4 separate regions of the Sus scrofa genome follow, and all the other regions are linked to region 2. The links are chromatin contacts, called in public Hi-C and HiChIP or PLAC-seq maps. All regions are on one chromosome and are shown on one strand. The core of a region is the stretch at or near the end of the contact, and the rest is flanking DNA. Distances in the headings are between cores, read along the strand shown. Region 1 holds the start of GPN2 (GPN-loop GTPase 2). Region 2 holds the start of ARID1A (AT-rich interactive domain-containing protein 1A). Region 3 holds the start of HMGN2 (high mobility group nucleosomal binding domain 2). Region 4 holds the start of SFN (stratifin).

What was found. A called contact is a pair of places that touch in the nucleus more often than the background predicts. HiChIP or PLAC-seq counts read pairs in DNA pulled down with a chosen protein or histone mark.
Region 1: an H3K27ac HiChIP or PLAC-seq map of alveolar macrophages shows a contact between it and region 2. The contact joins the promoter of GPN2 here to the promoter of ARID1A in region 2. A contact is called at or near these places in 9 of 47 Hi-C or Micro-C datasets (alveolar macrophages, embryonic fibroblasts, fibroblasts and 5 more) and 2 of 2 datasets of contacts at active chromatin or transcription factors (alveolar macrophages and skeletal muscle).
Region 3: a contact with region 2 is called in an H3K27ac HiChIP or PLAC-seq map of alveolar macrophages. The contact joins the promoter of HMGN2 here to the promoter of ARID1A in region 2. A contact is called at or near these places in 2 of 2 datasets of contacts at active chromatin or transcription factors (alveolar macrophages and skeletal muscle).
Region 4: a Hi-C map of epiblast stem cells shows a contact between it and region 2, with 1.8 times the contacts expected there. The contact joins the promoter of SFN here to the promoter of ARID1A in region 2. A contact is called at or near these places in 15 of 47 Hi-C or Micro-C datasets (alveolar macrophages, blood, embryonic fibroblasts and 9 more) and 2 of 2 datasets of contacts at active chromatin or transcription factors (alveolar macrophages and skeletal muscle).

What each region holds. Positions count from the first base shown.
Region 1 is chr6:84,207,296-84,213,357 of Sscrofa11.1, forward strand. It overlaps GPN2 (GPN-loop GTPase 2), which reads right to left and starts at 2,434. Exons shown (of 5, transcript XM_003127718.4): 1 at 1,764-2,434; 2 at 1,067-1,223. The coding sequence starts at 2,174. It overlaps GPATCH3 (GPN-loop GTPase 2), which reads right to left. Exons shown (of 11, transcript XM_003127719.5): 3 at 5,159-5,333; 4 at 4,766-4,825; 5 at 4,059-4,180; 6 at 3,824-3,951; 7 at 1,613-3,330; 8 at 1,067-1,223. The coding sequence ends at 3,114.
Region 2 is chr6:84,045,707-84,051,111 of Sscrofa11.1, forward strand. ARID1A (AT-rich interactive domain-containing protein 1A) reads left to right here and starts at 4,023. Exons shown (of 20, transcript XM_021095630.1): 1 at 4,023-5,229. The coding sequence starts at 4,090.
Region 3 is chr6:83,853,160-83,859,190 of Sscrofa11.1, forward strand. It overlaps HMGN2 (high mobility group nucleosomal binding domain 2), which reads left to right and starts at 3,955. Exons shown (of 7, transcript NM_001244114.1): 1 at 3,955-3,966; 2 at 5,134-5,231. The coding sequence starts at 5,217. It overlaps DHDDS (dehydrodolichyl diphosphate synthase subunit), which reads left to right. Exons shown (of 9, transcript NM_001244123.1): 9 at 1,613-1,942. The coding sequence ends at 1,849.
Region 4 is chr6:84,185,624-84,191,620 of Sscrofa11.1, forward strand. SFN (stratifin) reads left to right here and starts at 2,898. Exons shown (of 1, transcript NM_001044564.1): 1 at 2,898-4,201. The coding sequence starts at 2,936. The coding sequence ends at 3,682.

The DNA of each region.
Region 1 (6,062 bases), core at 1,184-3,683, 160 kb after region 2:
GCCGCGAGTGCGGCCCTAGAAAAGACAAAAAAAAAAAAAAAAAAAAAAAAAAAAAAGTCCAACTGCAGAGGCTTGAGTTGCTGTGGAGGCATGGGTTTGATCCCTGGCCTAGCTCTGTTGGTTAAGGATCTGGCATTGCTGCAGTTGTGGCGTAGGTCGCATTCAATCCCTAGCCTGGGAACTTCCATATGCTGCTGGTGTAGTCATTTAAAAAAAAAAAAAAAAAAAAAAGCTGGCTATTAGAACCCCTGGGCAATGCCCTTGTCAGCTTGCCTCTCCCCAAGTCTTTCCCATCTTGATAAATGGCACCTTTGTCCACTGGTTCAGTCAGAAACCTGAGAGTCATCCTTAATTCCCCTGCCTCTATGTCTAATCCACCAGCAAATCCTATTTCTGGAGTTAAGTTTTGAATCTATCTACTTCTCTCCATTCCCAAGACCACTGCCTGGGCTGTTGCAAAATCTTACTACAGGATTTATAGGTGCCCCTTTTAATTCACAAAACAGCTGGAAGGACTTTTCCAGTTCATGCTGTTCCCTTGCCTCATATTCATCAATGGCTTTCTTCTCTGTTTTGACAGTACAGGTTCTGGCCCCTACTAACCTCTCTGACCTCATTTCCTACCACCCTTCCCTGAGCCACTATCTCAGCTACCCTGGACTCACCCAACTCCCCACCCCCTTTTCCTAGAACACAAAAAGCTCTTTCCTGAAGGGCCCTTAGTGGTCCTTCTGCCTAGGAACAGTTCTGCCTTGGCAGGCTCCCACTCACTATTCTGATCTCAGTTCAGATGGTACTGTTCACTCTCCTCACTCCCGTTCCATTACTTACTTCTAATTCCTTCAAAATACACATAACCATCTGTAGCCCTCTTGTCCCCCAAAACCCAGAACAATATCTGGCACAGGGTGGCATAAAATAAATGGGCAGGGGTCAGGACCTGCCTGTGGCTACTCCCACCAGGCCATGCATGGTTCCTGGAAGCAGCTACCTTCAGCTGAGATTTCTGCTCCAGTGCAGCCCAGATGCTTCTCTGATTTTTGCCTGCCAGGACAGGAGCTCTTACCCAGCTTCCCATAGTGTTCAATGAGGTCCATCTTGGAGAGGAGGTTGACATGGGGGAGCTCCACATGCAGCATGGTGGCTAGGGAGGTACACAGTACTGAAATGAACTTGGCAGGGTCTGTGCAATAGTGAGAATCCACCAGGTGGACAGCAGTCAGCTGGGAGGGAAGGAAGAGACAGGGTGAGAGTGGCCTGGGGAGGCAAGGAACATTAGGGCCTATGTCTCCCCATCAGACCGGGGACTTCTGAGGACAAAGGGCAAATCTTCCCATTAGTCTCCTCCTGCTTCTGTTCATTCTAATAGAGTCATCTCCTTATCCCAGGAAATATGGGGCATTTCTTTCCTGCAGGCAACTGGTACAATTCCCACTGCATCTGACTCTATTCTTTAACTTTCTTTTGCCCACCAAATCACAACCACCATGCCACTTTCCACATAACCCTTTCCATACTTCCAATAATTCTAAGTTGGGTACTAACACATTCATTATACAGATGAGAAAACTGAGGTTCAGAGAATGAAACTGACTTTCCCAGGACCACACACCGAGTCAGTGGTAGAGCCAGAATTCGAATTCACACTTGTTTTACTTCAGAGCAATTCTACCCCATACTTAGCTATGGGACATGGGGGCGTGGCATCTGTCCTCTCCGTCTCAGTTCCTCCATCCGCAAAATGGGCCAGATCCCAGACGCACCCTGAGGTCCCACTGCGTCATCTGGGAGAAGATGCTGCGCAGGGCTCCGTGGTGCGTGCAGAGCTCCACTTGACCAGGGCAGTCAAAGAGGAAGTAGTGGCCGCGAAGGGGGTCGAGTTTCGCGCGCAGCCAGTCCAGGTTGGCCTCTAGGTACTCCATGCAGTACAGCAGACCGCCGTTGGGCCCCAGCTGCAGCTCGTCCATAACGTCGCTCAGGCCCACCAGCTCGCCCACATCTACGGCGCACTCATATGGCAGCCCCTCGTTGGCCGGGTCCAGGTTCACCACCGCCACGCGCCGGCCCAGCGCTCGCAGAAACTCACTCATGCCCAGGCAGTACGTGGTCTTCCCCGAGCCCGGCGGGCCGATCACCGCTTGCCCAAAGGCCGTGGTCTGAGCGGCCCCTGCCATGGGCGGCACACGGCTCAGACAAGTGAGAGGAAGTGCGTAGCAGACAAGTTCAGAGAGGAAGCAAGGGGGGAGCCGCACCGCAGACAAGAGCCGAGGGCAATGGGTTCCCCTAACTGCACTTGGCTGGGGACTGGCAGCGATACCCGGAAGCCGCCTAAGGAGAGAGAGCTGGAAAAGGCGCGCTGTAAGGGGACCAAATGGCCAGGCACTGACCAGACCAGCACCCGACTTCCGTACAACGCCGGAAACAGCGAGGGCCGGAGAGGAAGTCCCGCCTTTACAGTGACGACATAGCTTGGCGCCGAGGGGCGTGGCGGCGCCGAAGCATGAGGCGTAAGCAGGTCCAGGAAGAACTTTTCAGGGTTTTCCCCCACCTTCCGCCAAGCCCAAGTTAGAAGAGGAGAAATTCGGTAATACACTCCTTTATTCTCCCATTAGGTCTCAGACTCGGGATAACTGCCTTAGACTCTCCGCTGCCCGGTCCCAGCCAGTTAAGGGGAGAGGCGAAGGAGGGCCGGCCCCCAAACCGTCTCTTCAGAGCGCAAATCTTCTCCTCTTCCATGTCCCTTTTCCCCTCCTTCTGGGCTTCGTGGCGACCTCCCTACCCCTCCCCACGGGAAGTTGTGCTGGTAATCTCAGGCAGTTTGGCTTTTCATCGTACTGGGGGAAGCAACAGGAGCAAGCCCAAACAGACCAGGGTTAGGCGGCCACCAGGGAGAGGTCATTAAGCCGTTTCATCAAAAGGGAGGATTGGGGACTTTTTGTCAAAATGCCCCTGAGGTAGACAGCCAGGAGGCAAGTTCTAAAAAAGCATCCTGAACAGGCTAGGGCAGATTGCTGCTCCCAGAGTTCTTTTTGCTTTGGCATTAGATAAGACCGTATAGAGGGCTGCCACTGTGCAATTATGAGTGATCCTGATTAAGGAAGCCCCTGGACCTGTCACTCAGGCTCTGAAGGGCTGTCCAAGGCACAGCTGGAACCTCTCACAAAAGCCATGTCTGTACGAAACTTCATACTGGTGGGTGGCTGGCGGCGGAGCAGCGACTCCCCCTGGTCCTGGGGCAGGGGCTCATCATAGATGGTGGAGATCAGCCCCAAGCCAGTTCCACGGGGTCTCTTCAGTTGCCCAAATGGCTGCAGCTTCTCTCCATGGTACCTGGATTAAAAAGGGCTCTCAGTGAGAGGGCAGCTCTCTTACCTCAGTAAAGGGGTTGGAAAGGACAGGAAATAGCTACGCGTATATAGTCTGTCCCAAAGACAAAGCATTTAAATCTAAATCTTTGCTCTCCAGCCCCCTTATCCATCTATAGATAGCACCAAAAACTAGCGGCCTCACCGCTTTCATTTTAAACAGTAGACAAAATTGAGAACAACTGTCACCACTCTGCATCCCTAACAGCAATCATCCAGGCTACACTGCTCAGACTTGGGGGAATGACTCCTGCAGGAAGTTAATGATCCTATCAAGCCTGAGATCTTGGTCTTGAAAAAAACAGTGCCAGTCCTACTTTTTTTCTTTCTAATTCTGCTTTGAAAGTCATTCCCTAGGGAGTCTCTAGCACCTAAGCCAAAACCAGAGGGCAGGGGGAACCAGGGTAGAGTTGAAAGGCTCCCTTGGGCTCCCTGGGAAGTCCCTCAGCCATACTCACCCCAATCCACGCTTGCATCTGGGGTGCTGGCCATCACTATCCAGGGCCTCAGGCACCCCTGAGCACTGGCTGCCCAGGCCCTGGCCCTCAGCCCAGCCCTGCCGCTCCATCACCTTCCGCCCAATGCCCTAGAGAAAAGGGAGAGAACTCAAGAGTTGGGGCGCCTGTGGGGGCTCAAGGAAACAGGGGTAGGGAAGGAGAAGAGAGGAGTCAGTAGGCTGGGCACAGTGCTCACCTTGGTGTGGCGCTCGAAGGTGCCCACCTGGTGCCTGATCACAGAGCCAGCCTCCTGGCCATCACGGAGTCTCTGTTCCAGACGCATTTGGACAGAGTCTCGGGCGTCCTTGTCTCCACCATCTGAGGAAGCAGAGCACAGTTTGTGGAAGGGCTTTTCTCAGCAGAAGTGGGAGGAAATCAGGTTTCCAGGCTCTCCTCACAAAATTTATGTATTTGTCTTTATGGTGTGTTATTACTTTTATTATTTCTCTCATTAGACTGGGAACTTGCCAAGAGTAAGAACCATGGCTGTCCCATTTTACAGATAAGGAAATTGTGCAGAAAAGTCATGGAGCTAAAAAATGAGAGATGTAATTAGGACCAGGTCTTCCCCTCCCACCGCCCAACCCCCCAGGTCATTTTTGACTCCTGAATCTAAATTCTTAACAGAGCCTGAACTCCTGACCCTCCCACTTTTCTAGAGCCTGCCTTTCAGAGCCAGAGCTCTCTGAGGGCTGTCCCCACATGTCCTTACTCCACAAAGAAAGGAAAAAGGCTCTGCCCACCAGTGCTTAATGCACCCAACTAGAGATGTTTTAAGAGAGGAGCCCTCTCAGTGGGCTACCCCAGTCCTGCCTCAGCCTCTGCTAAGCAGGCCTGGTAAAGTGTCACAGCAAGGTCAGGGCACCATTCCACCTCCCAGGACTGCAACCCCTGGCCCAGTACCTGCATCATAGTACACACTCATGTCCACATCCCAGTCATCAGCTGTCTGTTCATCAAAGTCTGCAGATAGAAAAGCATCAAGCAGAGTAAGTGAAGGACTCTTGAGTTAAATCTAGTCTTAGACATTCTAGGACTTGGGGCTTTTAATTGTGTTTTCAAATCTCTCCTCTGGGAGGGGCATTCAGAATTTGCAGGAGGACAGGTCTTCTCCACCCCACTGATGCCCCACCCCTAGAAAGGATGACTGGTCTCTCATATACAACCAAGGTAAGCCCCTTCCCTAGCTCTTTATTTGGGCTCAGTGCCAGGGAACCCACTGCGTGGAGCAAAGCACCCCGAGCGAAGGCAGCAGGGATCAGTCCTGCCCTTGCCCTTGTCTGGTGCCTGCATTACCTCCTTCCTCCTCCTGCCAGAACTGGGCATCAGTGTAGAACACCAGCCCGGAGCCGCCCTTCTCCCACTTGAGCTCGATCTCCTCCTCAAAGAGCCGCTCAGTGGTCCGCTCCTGCCTGGTCACGTCCTCATGCAGTGCTTCGTGCCGCTCCCACTCCTCGCCCCGGTCATCATCCTAGGAGACAAAGGGGAGAGGTGACCTGCCTGTCCAGCTTCTTGACCCCATGACCACAAGGAGGGCAGCTCAGGGCACAGGAGGTCCTGGAGATGGGACCTCAGATCCGCTCCTCCAAATTTCTGAGAACCAGCACACTTTGGGCCCCTGAGGCCTGACCAACACACCTCTCCATGCCTGAGTGTTCCTCAACCTACCTAGCCCCTTCCCCCCACAAGCCTGACTCCCTCTTCTCCCTGTGCTTTCGACATGTTGTTCTCCTTGCCTGGGTATCCGCCCTCCACTCCACCACCTCTTCGCTTGGTTAAATCCTCCTCATCCCTCAAGTTCTACGGCCTATGTGAAGCCCCCGTACCAGGGCCCACAGTACCCTCACTGGTCTCTGAACCACTCAGTGCTAATCAATACACAGTTTACACCTTTTTTTTTTTCCCTCCCTTTTTTTAGGGCTGCACCTGCGGCATATGGAGTTCCCAGGCTAGGGGTCAATTCAGAGCTGCAGCTGCCAGCCTATGCCACAGCAACATCAGATGTGAGCCAAATCTGTAACCTACAGCACAGCTCGTGTCAAAGCTGCTGGAACCTTAGCCCACTGAGCAGGAACAGGGATCGAACCTGCATCCTCATGGATGCTAGTTGGATTCATTACCGCTGAGGAACAACGGGAACTCCCCTTTATGCCTTATACTTTATGTCACAAAGAGAAAAGGGAAAAGAACTGATACCCAT
Region 2 (5,405 bases), core at 2,773-5,272:
GGCGTTTGGCTCCTTTGGAATCCTAGATGCCGGGCAGGCAAAATTTTACCAAAAGCTGTTGAGCGCCATTCGGACTCCATCCCATCTTTCTCCGTGGTGATCCAGTTCGTATCTTACAGCTCCCGCCTGGAAGCCGGTAACATAATGAATTGCCTTGACTCTTGCTTCAATCCACTTTCCTCGCTTAATATGCAGCCCAAAGTTTTGCAGCTCGCTGTCAGATGGTAGTGCTAGACTTTCACACTGCTCCCAAAGCCTCCGCTGGGGCTGTTTCGGAACACGGAGTTACAAACTTTAAGAAACCGACAGCTCCAGAAGTGAATCCATGCCAGGCTTTGAACTCTGCTTCTGGCTTCCGTCAACTGACGTAGTTGCCCTTTTGCTCAAACTCGCAGCTCCAGTTCGCACTCTGGAGAGCTCCGCTGGGTGTCTGCTCTTTGCCGAGGCAGGGACGCGTGTGGGGGCAGAACCCTGCGCTCCACCAATTTCCCGCGCCTTGATTCAGAACCGAGGCAAACCCTCACTCGGATCCCCGGGCTTAGGCGTTTTCCTTCAAAAAGAGTGAGGAAAGGAAGGAGCCGAGCTCAATCTTTTGTTGGCTGAATTTTGTATTTCGGACACTTAGGGGAAGCAAATTGCAAGAGAGGAAGGGCTGTCCTCCCTGCAAACGTTTCCCTCTCTAAGCTAACCCTGCAGGCCTCAGTTCCACATTTTGCAGTTGACTGTTTGGATTTTAATAGGTTGTTCCCTTACCCTCAGGCCCAATCCACGCACACTGTGCAGCTGGATGAAATAAGTGCACAGCCTCTGCCATTTTCAGTCGGTCTGTCCTGGCAGCCCTGCCCCCTCCGCTGCGGCAGCCGCGGGAGTTAAAGCTGCGCACAGAGAACTTAGCCCGATCCTCCGGGCTGGAGATCCAGTCCGCGTTTGCCAACTGCCGTGTGGTTGGGGACGGCGATAAGAACTCTCTAGTGAGGGAGCGAGCAAGACTTTAGTCCGGTTTCCATGTCAACGATTCAGTCCATATTTGCCATCAGGCTGTTGGTGGCAGAGGCGCTTTCGTGCGGGTTGTGCTGTCCTAGTCCTAGTTCTTCAATCTGCGCCGGGATTCCTGAGCTGCCTGGGTGTGGGGTTAAAAGGCAGGGGCCGTGGGGGATAAAACTCCACCGAGGGGAGGACCCACAGCCCCAAACCCGAGACTCGCTTCTCGGGCCAGCCACGTGCCCAGCTCCTCCCCTCCCCCCTTCCCGCTGCCATGGCCCTTAGGGAAAGCTGATGGGCCAGTTTCTAAGAAAGTTCCCGTCAACTTGGCAGTCCCTGGAATAGTGGTGTGGGGCTCTAAAGGTAGAGGTGGAAGAGGACTATAAAGGATTTGCAATTTTTTTTTAAGTGGGAAAGGAGAAACGTTACATTATCGCCTCCAACCCAGGTGCATAGATTTTTGTGCACTTCACTGCTAGATAAAAATGGTGGCTGTTTTCAAAACAGCGTGCCCACGTGTCAGAAAGAGATTTTGGCACTTTCCAAATTTCACAGCCATTGAAGAAAGGGGATGGGGGCTTCCTCTGGAGGCAGATTTATTCTGGCTTACAGATTTTCACTGGGCTCCAGGTTTCTCATTATACTCCAGCTCTGAAAATGGCAGGGTAATTGCATGTAAAAAATTCCTCATTTGTGTGCAGGACTCAAGACTGTTTGCCAGCTCAGAGGCAGTTTATTAAATAGCCAAGCTCTATTTATGAGGCAGCCTATAATTTGGTTTCTAGGACCTAATGCACCAGGAGAGTTGTTGCCCCTGAGGACTATGAGTGAAAGGAGGGCACTGGTCCATTCCAGTCAGTCAAAGCCTGGCAGGCCTGTTTGGCTCTTGGCTTGGGGGGTGGGGAAAACACCACTCTTAGAGTAATAAGAAGGTGTTGCCTTTTTAGTGTAAGATGCTCTTATGTTGAGTTTAGGTTTTGGAAATTATTCAGTGATCTGTGGCATGGCCAGTACTCTCGGGCCTGCAGAATCTGGAAGTTCTAAGATAATGGTTCTATGTCCATGAAGTCTCTATTTACAAAATCTGAGGGGGAAAAAGGCCCTGGCGTCTAGTAACTAGCTGGTCTGGCTTCTTCCAAGGCAGGTTTGGGTTTGGTGAGGAGCTGGAATCCCCTCTGGCTTTTGTAGCCTGTCATGTCAGAGCATTCCAAGTCAGCCACAGGAGGAAAAGGCTGTTGCTGTTATTTTGTGGGGCCTGTGGATCTGGAGTTTTCTATGTACACCTCCGGTTCATCAGCATCTCTTAGAATGTAAACTCTGAAGACTCTTTACAGCGGAAGATAGAAAACAAGTTGGAGTTGCATCTGTTTTCTGAGTGACCTGTTAGACTGCCCATTTTCTGGAAGGAGAAAATGGTTTCCCTCCATTTGGCCATCCCTCTTCTGCAGTGGTTCCTTTTAACATTCAGGTTCTTCTAGTCCCTGGAGCTTCTGTGGTCTGTTTACAGTCTTACAAGTACTTGTCTTTGGAGACTAGGGCTCAAGTCCCCCTTTGTGGAGCTTGTGTTCTGCTAAAATGCTGTCATGTATCCCCAAAGTAGCTTCAGTGGTGACCATTTTAAGTCAGTGTTAAGATGCTCAGCTTTGATCTCAAACCCATTCTGATATTCTGATCTCATTGTTGGATATGGCACAGCTTAACTGCTTTTTTCCTTTTTAATGTTAAGTAAACAGGCAGCTTTGGGGACTCTGCTACGTTTTAAAGCCACCCTCCTCTGCCCTTTCACAGGGCAGTCTCAAGAAGTCTTAAGATTCTGTAAAATGGGGATAATGGACCTCATGCCCCCAGGGCCTTGTGAGGACCAGCTAATGAGGGCAGAGGAGTGGGAAAACTGAACGTCTGAAACAGTGATCTGTCATTTCATGCAGGTTGCAAAGGGGATAAAAATGTAAGGCTCAGCTGGGTCTTTGGAGCGGGTTTGCAAAAGGCTTTGAAGAAGCAAAGTGCTGTAGAGGTGCTAAGTAGCAGCCAAGAGACCAGGCTGGCTGCCAGGGGGTCAGGCCCGGGCCGAGGCGGCCGCGGTCTCGGGCTCAGGCCAATTTTGCAGCCGCGAGTAAAGTTCACACTGCCCGCTCACCTCCGCGCGGCCTGGAAGGGACCGACCCGGAGAAGGAGGAACGCCGGGAGGGAGGCGACACAGGCTCCGGAGAGGCGTGAGCTCCGGGCCGGGTTTTCCCCGAAGCTTCGGCGGCGGCGCTGCCGAGCGAAAGCGGCAGAGGGCCTGCCGTCGCCGCGGCTGGTTCTCTCCCCTCCTCCTTTGTAAGGGGAAGGGAGCGAGTCCGTTCCACGGCCTGCGCCCGCTCCGCGCTCCGTTCCGGGTTTGCCAGGAGGCCGCGACGGCGCTGGGTAAAATGGCAGTGCTGAGCCTCGTGTCGGAGTGAGGGGGACTCGGAGGAGAGTGGGGCGCTCTAGCCGCTCACTCCGGCCGCCCGCCCGCTCGCTCGCCCGCTGCCGCGCAGCAGCCTCAGCCCGCGCCGAGGCCGGGGAGGGGAGGCAGGACGCCCGGCCCGGCCCACGCTCCGACTCTGCCTCCCGGCGCCGGGGCTGCTGCCGCGCGCCCTCAAGCCCGCCCGTCCCGGGTCCCCCTCCCCCCGCTCCCTCCCTCCCCGCCCCCCTCCCCCTCGCCTCCCTCCCTCCCCTCCCTCCCTCCTCCTTTCTCCGGCAGCAGAAAGCGGAGAGTCACAGCGGGGCCAGGCCCTGGGGAGCGGAGCCTCCACCGCCCCCCTCATTCCCAGGCAAGGGCTTGGGGGGAATGAGCCGGGAGAGCCGGGTCCCGAGCCTACAGAGCCGGGAGCAGCTGAGCCGCCGGCGCCTCGGCCGCCGCCGCCGCCGCCTCCTCCTCCTCCGCCGCCGCCAGCCCGGAGCCTGAGCCGGCGGGGCGGGGGGGAGAGGAGCGAGCGAGCGAGCGCAGCGCAGCAGCGGAGCCCCGCGAGGCCCGCCCGGGCGGGTGGGGAGGGCAGCCCGGGGGACTCGGCCCCGGGGCGGGGTGGGAGGGGGGAGAAGACGAAGACAGGGCCGGGTCTCTCCGCGGACGAGACAGCGGGGATCATGGCCGCGCAGGTCGCCCCCGCCGCCGCCAGCAACCTGGGCAACCCGCCGCCGCCGCCCTCGGAGCTGAAGAAAGCGGAGCAGCAGCAGCGGGAGGAGGCGGGGGGCGAGGCGGCGGCGGCAGCGGCCGAGCGCGGGGAAATGAAGGCAGCCGCCGGGCAGGAAAGCGAGGGCCCCGCCGTGGGGCCGCCGCAGCCACTGGGAAAGGAGCTGCAGGACGGGGCCGAGAGCAATGGGGGTGGCGGCGGCGGCGGCGGCGGAGCCGGCGGTGGCGGCGGCGGGCCCGGTGCGGAGCCGGACCTGAAGAACTCGAACGGGAACGCGGGCCCTAGGCCCGCCCTGAACAATAACCTCACGGAGCCGCCCGGCGGCGGCGGTGGCGGCAGCAGCGATGGGGTGGGGGCGCCTCCTCACTCAGCGGCGGCCGCCTTGCCGCCCCCAGCCTACGGCTTCGGGCAACCCTACGGCCGGAGCCCGTCTGCCGTCGCCGCCGCGGCGGCCGCCGTCTTCCACCAACAACATGGCGGACAACAAAGCCCTGGCCTGGCAGCGCTGCAGAGCGGCGGCGGCGGGGGCCTGGAGCCCTACGCGGGGCCCCAGCAGAACTCGCACGACCACGGCTTCCCCAACCACCAGTACAACTCCTACTACCCCAACCGCAGCGCCTACCCCCCGCCCCCCCAGGCCTACGCGCTGAGCTCCCCGAGAGGTGGCACTCCGGGCTCCGGCGCGGCGGCGGCCGCCGGCTCCAAGCCGCCTCCCTCCTCCAGCGCCTCCGCCTCCTCGTCGTCTTCGTCCTTCGCTCAGCAGCGCTTCGGGGCCATGGGGGGAGGCGGCCCCTCAGCGGCCGGAGGGGGAACCCCCCAACCCACCGCCACCCCCACCCTCAACCAACTGCTCACGTCGCCCAGCTCGGCCCGGGGCTACCAGGGCTACCCTGGGGGCGACTACGGCGGCGGGCCCCAGGACGGAGGCGCGGGCAAGGGCCCGGCGGACATGGCCTCGCAGTGCTGGGGGGCTGCTGCTGCTGCCGCGGCTGTGGCGGCCGCCTCGGGAGGGGCCCAACAAAGGAGCCACCACGCGCCCATGAGCCCTGGGAGCAGCGGCGGCGGGGGGCAGCCGCTCGCCCGGACCCCGCAGGTACATGGCTGAGAGGGGAGGGGGCTGGGGCGAACGGGGTCCTGGGAGTGGGTGGCAGCTGCGGGGAGCAGGCCCGAGCCGTGGGTTACCCCCAGTCCGAGGCCCCCACTGCTGGGGAGCTGCCATTGTCTGGCTCTTCTCTCTTAAAATGGCTGCCTGTCTGCCTTCCTCTCTTT
Region 3 (6,031 bases), core at 2,705-5,204, 190 kb before region 2:
TAGCCCTATTGTGAGGATCAAAGTGAGACACAGATGAAGTGCTTGTGTACGTGAAAGGTATTCTTTAAAGGATGAAAACAGAGCAATCCAGGTGTTTTCATGCTGAGGAGGACACAAACAGGTACCCAGATACCACAGTGCGAGGTAGAATGTCCTAAGGGTCATCAAGGGTATAGGATGCCAAGTTGGCAGCAAAGCAGGAGCTTCTCACACATGGAATAGGTCTGGCAGGAGAACTCTGGTGCAGAAATTCTCTAGCCTGTTAGAGTGGCAGGAGCAGAGAGCATCGGTGAGGCACGGCCAAGCCTTGGTTCTGCTCCAGAGGGATGTTCCCCTCCTGTGCCAGGAGCATCCTCCTTCTCCTCCTGGGATCATATGGTCAGTAGATTGAGTATTTCACATGCACAGGGTGCTCCACGTGCCAGAGAGGAAAGGCCACAGTCTCTGTCCTCTAGGAATTTATGGTTTGTCTAGAGACACACACAAGGTATGATAAGTGCTGCCAAGTAGTATAATCACCTGCCAGATGTCAGAACAGGTTTCAGGAGCCTGAGGCCTCTACTGAGCCTTCAGGGGCTCATTTTCTAACAGAAAGAGTGGACTGTGGACACTAATGCCTATCCTAGAGGCAGAATGCAGTGAATGGCTTAAGAAAAGCTGAATCTGCTTCTCAGAATGTTCACAGGAGGGTCATTTTCTGGGCGAGTCAGGCTGGTCTCCATGTGGAAAGCAGTTCTGGAGCCAAACTCTAAAAAATAACTTAGGGAGTTGGGAAGATGGCACCCTTCGAGTAACCTGGGAAACCAAAGGAAATGAACCAATGGGTGTGCCCCAGGCAGGAATAGGACCTTCCTTGCATCAGAGAATAGGCAGGTAATAACTTGTAAGATCGCTGTTTTTCTTTGACAGCCTGCTAATATGCTAGAGGAGTTTTGCATATATTACCTCTAATCCTTAAAACCACTCTTCAAGGTAGGCACAACCCCCACTTTACAAATGAAGAAATGAGGTTAGGAGAGGATTTGCCCAAAGCCACAAAGCTAGGTGGTGGGGAAACCAGAAGTCAGACCCACATTGGTTCCCTTCCAAGTGCAAACCTGAGAAGAATTTCAAGAATCATAGATGCTTGGAGTTCCCATTGTGGCTCAGCAGTAATGAACCCGACTAGTATCCATGAGGATGTGGGTTCAAGCCCTGGACCCACTCAGTGGTTTAAGGACCCGGTGTTGCCGTGAGCTGTGGTGTAGGTGGCAGACGTGGCTCAGATCTGGCATTGCTCTGGCTGTGGCCTAGGCCATCAGCTACAGCTACTATTCAACCACTAGCCTGGGAACTTCCATATGCCATGGGTGTGGCCCTAAAAAAACAACAAAAAAAGAAATATAGATGCTTCCACCCAAAACAAGCCAAGATGGACCCAGAACTGCCACTGCCCTGCCTATACAACATGAGCACTGCCCATCACCTCCTAAACCTTTCCAACTCTGGTACAGACTCCCCATGTTCCACTTACCTTGGCCTCTCCTGTGCCCCACCCCCTACCTCTTCTATCCCAATTCCACCCACACCTAAAAATGATCTCCCCACCCCAATCCCCACTTTTCTCTAGCAGAAGGCCCGAGACATGTATGCAGAGGAGCGGAAGAGGCAGCAGCTGGAGAGAGACCAGGCTGCAGTGACAGAGCAGCTGCTGCAAGAGGGGCTCCAGGCCAGTGGAGACACCCAGCTCCGACGGACACGCTTGCACAAACTCCTAGCCAGAAGGGAAGAGCGAGTCCAAGTCTTCCTGCAGGCCTTGGAACTCAAGCGGGCTGACTGGCTGGCACGTCTGGGCACCGCATCAGCCTGAGTGAGGCTGGCCTCCTGCCACTTCGCCCTGCCCTCTGCCTCCAGGGCCCCACTCCCCTTTCTTGGTGAAAGGCACCTCCCTCCTGAAGATGAATTGTGTTTCCTTTGCTTGGCCAGGGAGCCCTAGAGGCCAGGTCTGCGTGCCATAGATACATACCTTGGGGCTGCCTGGGACAGTGCCCTTGGGGAAGGTTGAGGGTGAGAGTCTCCCACAAGTACGCTAAACCCAGCTCTGTTCACCAGTAGGTTTGGTGAGTAGGGGGCCATAGCCCTTCTGCTGCCTGCTTCTTCCACTTTTGCCACCTCTACCTGTGCTTCTCACTGTACTTTCTTTTTCCACCAGCAATCCTTCAAGGAAAGAGGTCTCCCCCAAACCCTGGTCCTTTACCCATCCATCTTAGTCTTCACAAAAGATGTGGCTCCACCTTGAATCTGCTGGTAAATAGCTAATAGGCAGCCAGCGTTATTTAGGCAAGGAAGTGGAGAGACAGAAAGAAAATTTGCCCATCTGCTGCTCCTCCCCCTTGGCTCTCCACCTGGGATTTGCTATTGACTCTCTACCCCCTCCCACCACGCAGTGCTGATTGCTCACTGAAAGGCTCAGCGCCCCCAATGGCGCTCGGAAGCCAGGCGGGTGATTACAATCCAATTACCTATTGTCGACTCAGCCCACACAAGCTTTTCTCCTCCTCTTGCGGGGCATGGGGCCAGGCTCCACTCCCCAGTGAGACTGGCCCCCTCCATGGCTACAGGGTAACAGAAGGGCCTTTAGGCCCTGGCGAATCTAACCCAGCACAGGCCTCCTTCCCTGGAACACGTCAAGACCAAGAGCACAGAAACAAGCACTTCTCCCAACTGACTGCCTCCTGCCCTCTGCATCTCAACTCTGCTTCCCACCTCCTTACTCTTTGAGGCTTCTGTCCGTGTTTGACCTGGGCCCCTAAGTAGGCCCATGAGACAATATATTTTCAGCATGGCAGTCTCAGCTTGTGAGGCCAAGGCTGCCCAGCAGGGAGAAGAGGGCCAAGTGAAAGGCTGTGTCCTTTCCCTTACCTCTCCCTCCCAGGCCTCACTGAGGAGCTGCTGAGAGGATTAGTGCCTTTGAAGAGCTGTCGGCCTGAGCAACTCTATGCTTCAGGTGCCCCAGAGCAGCAAGCACCAGCTGGTAATACCACCCAAGAGCTACTCTGTTTAGTCTTCACATTTTACTCTCTGCAAACCGATTCCCCAGCACCCCCCTCTAGGGGTGAGGTGGGGCCTTGCAAGCAGTACTAAGAGCAGACTCTTTAAAACCCCTAACTTGACTATACTCCAGTCTGCTCCTCCCCTTCCTATGCCTGGATACCTGGCACAAGAGACTCCTTGGCCATCATCCCTGCTCCCAGAATCAAGCATAATGCCAGACACTGCGATTGAGAAGCCAATCAATGTACCCTTTGGCAAGTCCCCCACACACACCTGGCACTCCCCACTACCAATCCCTGGCACAGGGTTCCCAGAGAGCAGGTGCTGTACATTTTCCAGTTTTACAATGGGGCTGTTGACAGCCTTAATTAGGGAGGCATGAATTATGTGGCTGTTATGCAGAGCCCTACAATTAAGGCGGGAAAGAGGGGCTGGAGGCAGCAAACGGAATCTGCCCTGTGAGCATGATTGTTGAGTCCTGTCTCCTTTCTGGGTCTGACTTTCTCCAGTGTAGATTGGGGTACAGCAGAAGTGATTAATCAGGCTGGTATCTCTTTGGCCTGAGGTCCTGTGTTCTGGGAAAGGTACACAGTGGGGTGTGGTGAGGAGGGGCTGCCTCAGGAGGCACTGAAGGGGTGGGGAGGAGAAGAGGCTGAGGACCACTGCTGTACAGGCACAGCGACTGCAAATAGTTGACATGAACTCCTTGTGGGTGCTTTCTACTGGTGTGATTTGTACAAACCAGCTCAACTCTTGCCTCAAGAAACTAGGTGGGACCTATTTAAATGTCCTCCCACCTGTGAGCCAAGCCCCAACTTGAGGATATTTATCGTATTGTATTCTCTTGGGTGTCAAACAGAATTTTAAAAATTCTTAGATGTAAAACTTGTTTGCGAACAGTACAAGAGTAGACTGTGTTTTGCTGCAGCAATTGTCTACCTCCCTCAAGGTGCACTTGGCTACTTCCAAGATCCCTAGCTTTGGGGGCGGAGGAGGGGGAGCCACTGGAAAAGCCCTTTTGCCATCTCAACACCTGTTCCTCTACTTGTTTCCTAATCCCCCGGACGCGTTCCTCCACTGTCCTTTTCCTCGCGCAAGTGAAAGGAAGCCAGTCTGCCAGTGTGGAAGGAGGGATTTCGCCAGCTGCGTTTGCAGCGCCCAGGCTTGGTGACCGCGTCGGGTGGGGGCAGCTGAGCTTGATGTCTCCGAAGCGGGAGGAGCTTAGGGGGAGGGGAGTGCTAGTAAGCCTTCTTGGCGGCCACTCTCCGTCATTCTGTGGCGGGGTTCTGAGATGTGGGAATACAAGGACCTAAGGGAGGCACTCGACAAGCTTTGGGGGGCTTCGTTGATACTTGGGGAGGCAGCTGAGCAACGGGTGCTGAAAGGACAGCTCCTACCTGCCCCACTGCACCCGAAATGTACCTCTGCTTGTAAAGTGCCCCCCTCGAACCCCTACCCACCTCGAGTGGACCGCTTTCCAGGTGAGGTGCATGAAAAGCTTCCTCCGAGTGGAGGTTTGGAAGGATGCACGTCCAGCTGCGCCAAGCTGGCTTCTCCACTCTTTTCCCACTTCGGCGTCAGCCTTGGCCCTGGGAACTGCAACCAGTGCCTCGAAGCCGCGCGCTTCTTCCCGCCTCCGGCAAAGGACATTGCGGCCAGGCTGAGCAAACCTTTCTTCTGGGGCCCCCAGCGGGAACAGGAAGGAAAGCGGCTGAGATGCGCCCTAAGTGTCGCACGGCTTGGAGAAGTGGATAGCTCGGTTGCATAAGGTGGAAGGAACTTGGTAGTTTGCAAAAGCCAGCTCTTGGCGGGAGCCGAAACCCACAGCCCGCCGACTCGCAGCCCCCTCTCAACTATAGCCTTCGATGTGCGCCTCCCCCACTGCGCCCCCACCCCTAGGCGCGCCGCCGTCTCGCGCGCCCTCCCCCCCATACCCCCCTCCTCACTCCCTCCAGAGGAGGTGAGTTTAAACCCCGCCCACGTGACCCCAGCTGGGCCAATGAGCGGCGGCGGGAGGTGAAATCCGGTTCTAACCGGTCCGGGGCTCCCAGCGCTATAAAAACTTTATAAACCCCCCGGAGCCCGAGCAGTGTGAAGAAGAGGCGAGAGCGACCCCTGGACCGACCAAAGCTCGCGCGCCACTGCATCCCCGTGTCCAGCGCCTACGTCCCGCCGCCGTCACCATGCCCAAGAGAAAGGTACGTGGCGCGAGGGCCCCAGGCTCTGGGCCGCCGCCGTGATCACCAATGCTGCCGCCGCCGCTTCCTCGGCTTTGGGGCGCGAGAATCGGCGCCGAGCTGAAGCAGGCTCGGCTGCCCGGCGCGGTGGCTCGAGGCGGTGTCAGGCGGCCCCGGGGTAACCCTGCGCGGCTCGGCTGCCCGCGGGCGCCAGAGGCCATATTGGAGGAGCGGCGGCCGCGGCGGGAGGAGCCATGTTGGCGGCTGTTTATCCCGCTCCCCTGGGCTCGACGTGCCCGCCTCGCGCCCCCTCCCCCCCATCCCCAGGCCCCCTCCCCTCCCCGCGGGCGGGCAATTCAAACCCGAAAGGGCGGGAAGGCGGCGTTCGGGGTTGGCGGGCGGGGGAACGCGCTGCCGCCAAAAAACTGCCGCCGTGAGGGGGCGGGGCCCTCCCCCTGAGGGCGGGACTTCTCGGGTTGGCCCCTCCTCCACTCGCGCGCCGCCCACGGACCCAGCGCACGAGACTCGCGCTGGTGCGCGCCGCTGCCGCCCACGAGTTCCCCCGGCTGCGTGCGCCTCCGTCTCCCGCCCTCGACGGCTGCCATGGCAACGGCTCTCCAGCCCCGCCTCCGAGGGGTTTGTTAGCTCCTTCTGCAGCTGTTGCTTCTGCCTGGCGCGGCGGCGCGGGCTGCGCTTTGCGCGCCTTGCTCCAGCTTTGCGCGGGCTTCCCGGGGCCGCTGGGTTTCGGACACCCAGCGTCCCTGCGTGCTTTGGGCCAGATCCGGCGTGAAGCAGACGCATAAGAGCACCCCTGGAGCTTT
Region 4 (5,997 bases), core at 1,648-4,147, 140 kb after region 2:
CTATTACCAGCTAAGAAGGCCTTGTTGTCTGTGGGACCAGAGGCCTTGGTCCTGCTGGTAGGAAGGATGCTGTATGGGAAGGTGGGAAGTAAGCAGGCAGGATGAGGAAAGCCCCTTTGGCTGCAGCCCCAGCTCCTGTGCTGCTGACTAAGGCGGCGGGCGGTGGAACTCCAGGCCCTGCCAGGGCCTGCTGCCTCCTGCCTGCCTGGGAAATGGAGGCCTGGAGGCAAAGGGAGGTGCCTGAGACAGGAACTGAGTCAGGACCGACAGGCTAGAGCGGGCAGGAGGTCTTAGGCAGCCTGGCTCCCAGATTCACCTCTGAGCTTCAGCAGGGGAGGGCGAAAAGGCTTTCTTTGCTCTGCCCAGAGCTGTTGTGTGAACCACCACCAGGTCTCCTGGCTTGAGGGGGAGGAAGAGAATTCTTCCTTCCTCGATACAGAAGCAGCTCCAAAATTCCTAGGCCTACCAGGCCCTGCCTTCCAGGTTTCTAGTGTTCTGAGATCTCCAGCTTTCTTTCCCCCAGGACTTGGGACAGCCCGAGCTGGATGACTAGTACAAAGGAAGGCCCTTGAGGGCCCAGGGCCTGCAGAGGCCAGAGGAATGTCTGAGCTGGAAAGGGAGGAGGCAGCGTTGAGTGAGTGCATCTGACCAGTCCTTCATCTTCTCTCCTGCTGGGCAGGGTCTGGCCTTCAGCTGAGGCCTGGTTTGGGGCCCTTCCTCATAGCAAAGAAACCAGCTCCATATTAGTGCTTCAAGGGTATGTAATAGTAAGGTTCGATGGATTTTTTTCACATGATATTAATACTAAATGCTTTCCATCAACTCATTAGATCCTCACAAGAGCTCCATTTTACATTTAGGAAAACGGAGGCTCACAGAGGTTAAGTCACTTAGTCAAAGCCAGAGCACCTGTAAGAACCAAACCGAGGCAGTCTGACTCCAAAAATACTAGGCTATTCTGTCTCTCTTAGAAAACTAATATGCAGTCACCACTGACAACCTGAAGACATGAGGAAAAGTAAAAGAAAAAAAACCAAAACACTTAGAATCCTACTACCTAAAGATGTGCGTGGTAAATTGGTATTTTTGTGTATTTCCTTTCCATTGTTTTCTGTGTCAGGGATCCGTTTTGAGCAAAGCCTTCAGAAGTTTGAGCCTAACATCCCTGTTGCTTCCTTCCTTGGAAAACCTGTAGCATCAGCTCAGACGTGTCCCTACTTTTCCTTCAAAGAGGCACCTCTCCTCTTTGAGCCTCAGAGCTCTGGCTCTGGGAGGGAAGGGTGAGTGTTCAGACACCAAGAATAACTGGGAAGGGACAGGCCCCTGAAAGGGTCCTGGGTCAGGGATGAAACTGGCTGGATCCCAATCAGAGGAGCCCCACCCCTGAGCCCTGTCTGGGCTTTGGCTTGGGCTGGAGCAGATAAAAAGGAAGCCATCCTTCCAGGTACAGTGCCAACAACTGTAGGTGAAATTCTTGGCTGACACAGAGACAGCACCCCAGCAAACAGGGACAGAAGATTAGCAATAGAGAAGTCTCCATCTCTGAGGCCTGTGCCAGGGGTCAGAGGTGGGGCCATGGTCAAAGGGAAGGGGCAGGGAAACTTCTGAGAGAGAGGCTGGGGAAGGGAGCACTCAGAGGGGACAGCTGCCCCCTAAAACAAAATGGCATGTGTCATGGCTGCCTCCTTTTTCTCAGTTCCCCCCGCAGCCGCACTGGGCTGAGCACCCAGGCGGCCTTCTTCCTAGCCTCTGACAAAGGGCAGGCTGATTCAGGCAGGAAAGTGGGACAGCTAGTGAGCTGGGTCCCCACCCTCTGTGAGCCCCACTGATACATGATGGCAGGCGGCTTGCGGGGCGGGGGGGGTGGTGGCAGGTAACCTGGCGTGGAGAGCCAGAGGGTAAGTCCTCACACAAGTGGCAACAGGCCACCAACTTGAAAGGGAAAATTGTGCTGTGATGGGGAAGGTATCCAAAAAACCTACTGGGTGACTAATTACAAAGGCTGGGCTGGAGCGTCAGAGGCTGCTCGTTAAACACCTCATTAAGTGGCACCCTGAAAGCTGCCACCTGTGCATTCTGGGAGCTCAGAAGGGATGGGACCTGAGGGGGAGAGAGGAGTTGGGGGGTGGGGTGTAAGCATTTCAGGTAGACTCCAGAAGAAGCCTACATCTCCCTTCTAAATACAGTCTGGAGCTCACAAGTCAGAAGCCTGAATGGGAGAGAAGTCCAACTTAGTAACTGTGTGACCTTGAGCAAATCTCATCCCTCTCTGAGCCTCAGTATTCCCCTCTCTACAGTGGGAGTAGTAGCCACAGCCCTGCCCATCTCACCAAGATAGCAGGGATTAAGTTAGACCATGGGTATGAGGTGCTTGGGAAACTATAGCCCTACCTAGACAATGAGTTATTTCACCTAAACCAGTGGAGGAACCACTCCTGGCCAGATTAGGCACCCCCTTCTCCTGCACCTGGCTTTATGGGCTCTGCCTAGGTCCATAGTGGCCAGGTAGCTGAAGCCATCCTGAGCCCCAGGAAGGATGCAGTGAAGAGGGATCTGATTTGAGAAACTGGGGCAGCTCCCTAACGTGTGCACCCATATAATGGAAGCCCTGACCCAGAGGCGGCAGCCTGGAGCCTGGAAAGGTATCGGTGCAGGTGGAGCCAACGCCCAAATTTCTCCTGCTGACAGTCAGGATGACTCACCCCCCCACATCCCAGCCCTTTTACCTTTAAGGAAGAGGCGGAAAGGGTGTGGGGGGAGGGGGGAGAGGAGAGGGAGGCAAGTCCTGGGCCCGCCCTCTGCCCCTCCCCACCCTTCTCCGGGCCTGGCCTTCCAGCCAAAAGGCAGGCAGGCAGCCGGAGAGGCGCAGAATCCGGCCTTGGTCCCGAGGCAGCCAGTTAGCTCTCCACCTGCCCATCTGTCTGTCCCCAGAGCCATGGAGAGAGCCAGTGTGATCCAGAAGGCCAAGTTGGCCGAGCAGGCTGAACGCTATGAGGACATGGCAGCCTTCATGAAGAGCGCCGTGGAAAAGGGTGAGGAGCTGTCTTGCGAAGAGCGCAACCTGCTCTCAGTGGCCTACAAGAATGTGGTGGGTGGTCAGCGGGCTGCGTGGAGGGTCCTGTCCAGTATTGAGCAGAAGAGCAATGAGGAAGGCTCGGAAGAGAAGGGCCCTGAGGTGCGAGAATATCGGGAGAAGGTGGAGAAGGAGCTCCGGGGTGTGTGTGACACGGTGCTTGGCTTGCTGAACACCCATCTCATCAAGGAGGCCGGTGACGCGGAGAGTCGGGTCTTCTACCTGAAAATGAAGGGTGACTACTACCGTTACCTGGCCGAGGTGGCCACGGGGGACGACAAGAAGCGCATCATCGACTCAGCCCGCTCCGCCTACCAGGAGGCCATGGACATCAGCAAGAAAGAGATGCCACCCACCAACCCCATCCGCCTGGGCCTGGCCCTGAACTTTTCTGTCTTCCACTATGAGATCGCCAACAGCCCAGAGGAGGCCATCTCCCTGGCCAAGACCACCTTCGACGAGGCCATGGCTGACCTGCACACTCTCAGCGAGGACTCCTACAAAGACAGCACCCTCATCATGCAGCTGCTGCGGGACAACCTGACGCTGTGGACCGCCGACAACGCCGGGGAAGAGGGGGGCGAGGCGCCTGAGGAGCCCCAGAGCTGAGCCGCACCCGCCGCCCTCCCTGCCCTGCCCTGCCTGCTCCAGTCCCCCACTCTTGGCAGAGAGGACTTGTATGGGGTGGGAAGCCCAACCCTTCTCCCCAGATGCCCTGCCCCAGCTCAAAAAGGCTCCACGGAGAGGAACCAGCAGAGCTGAGGCCACCTGGAGCCGGAGGATTCCAAGCTTCCTGCAGCTGTCAGGTGCTCCGACCACTGGTCGTCCCACCCTGACCCGCTCTCTGCACCCCGCCCAGACCCCTCCCCTGAGCCCAGCCACTTCCTCCTGATTCCCCGCTCCTGCCCCCCTGCCTCTGGATCTTAGGAATTGAGGAGTGTCCCACCCTTGTGGCTGAGAGCTGAACTGTGTGGCAGAGACTGTAGATGAGAGAGAGCGAGAGCGAGAGAGCGCGCGCGAGCGCTAGAGTGTGTGTGCGCGCCTGCGCAGCCAACAAGACCGAGGATGAGAGGGAAATCATGTCTGCTGGGTGTGACCATGTTTCCTCTCAATAAAGTTCCCCTGTGACACTCCTCCTGACTTTTCCACTTATTGCGGAGGGACGGATCAGGAATAGGTGCATGATTTACAGAGACCCTGAGCTCCCACAGGGCTGGCTCAGTGACCTGTAGGCAAGACTGGAAGCCAGTGACTCCAGGAGAGAGGCTGAGGCTCCAGCTCTCACCATCAACAAGCTGGTCTGATCTCGGAGGGTGGAGGGGTGGCGGGTGAGCGCAAAGGCGGCTTTGAGGTTCCTTTGCCGGGTTCGTGGGGCGGGAAGCTGAAGAGCTCAGGTGTCAGGAACAAGCAATCAGTGCAGTCTCAGGTGTGCGGTCTGAAGCCAGCGCCGCAGGGGATCGCTGTGGTGAGCGGCGCAGAACACCCCAGATCTGAGAGCGGGAAAGAGTCTCAGGTGCTCAAATCTGAGCGGAGGGGAATACGACCTGGAGCAGGGGTATGACGCCGCCATTAAAAGCCCAGATATGAGGACTGCCCCCAGCGTTCGGAGAAGGGGACAAAATGACATGGGCCGGTGAGGAGGAGGCGAAGGCTAAGTGGGAAGGGCCGCAGGGAGCAGGTCCGGTCTTCGCCCGCCAAGACCGCAGCCTCCGCTCCCAACAGCAACTTGCCTTTCGCTTGGTCCGGCCTTCACAGTAGGAGGCTGGGGGCGGGCCCGAGGCTCATGTCATCCAATCACGGGAGGAAGCTGTTCAGAGGGCCGCCCCCGGGGCCTCGCTGGCCAATAGGGGAGTGAGCGGCGGAACGCGCGCGGTGCGTCTTCCTGCCACCTCCCACCCCTCACCCTAGCCGGGTCGGCACCCTAACGCTCTGCGGGTCTGAGGTGCCCCCGCCACCAGCTGAGTGCCAGGGGCGGCGCTTTCCCGGTTTCAGTCGGACAAGTTGCCACCCGCCCGGCCCGAGAGCTCAGCGTCCTGAGAGCGGCGGGACAGGGCGAGGTTCTGCGGAAAAATCAGTTCCTGTCCTTTGAGTCATCTGCTCTACGGGCGTTGGTTGGGCCTGGCCGGGCGGGCAGGCTCGGCGGGGCAAAGGCCACCAAGGCCTCCCTACCACACCAGAGTTCAGTCAGCCCTGAACTGATGGCCAGGAGGCTTGGCTGTCTCTGACTGCCTTTGCAACCTTGGGAAAGCCATTATACATCCGTGGTTCTCAGTTTACCCTTCTGTATCGTAAGGGGTTTGGATTAAAGGCTCGCTAACGAAAAATGTGGAGTTAAAACTGCCTGGGTTTGACTCCCAGCCTGCCTGGCCAAGGCTCTTAACCATGCTTACCCTTTGCTCTCATTTGTAAAGTGAGGATTCAAAAGTAATACCTTCCTCTTAAGAGTTGCTATGAAGTTTGAGGAGGTAAATACATGTAAAGTAGCCCATAGTGGGAGTTCCCATTGTGGCTCATCGGTGATCAACTCGGATGGTATATATAAGGACGTGAGTTCTATCCCTGGCCTTGCTCAGTGTATTAAGAATCCTGCGTTGCCATAAGCTGAGATGTAGGTTGAAGACACGGCTGTCCTCTGGACTTGCTGTGGTGTAGGCCCGCAGCTACAGCTCCTGGGAACTTCTATATGCCGCATATGCCGCACCCAAGGCTCTAAGGAGCTCCTGCCGCTGCCGGTGGGGCTCGGAGGTTAACGAATTTGAATAGCATTCATGAGGACGCAGGTTTGATTCTGACCTTGCTCAGTGGGTTAAGGGTCCGGCATTGCTGTGAGCTGTGGCGTGGTCACAGACGCGGCTCGGATGCTGGTTGCTGTGGCTGTGGTGTAGGCCAGCAGCAGGCGTGTGGGTTTCAAAGTTCCAAACAGG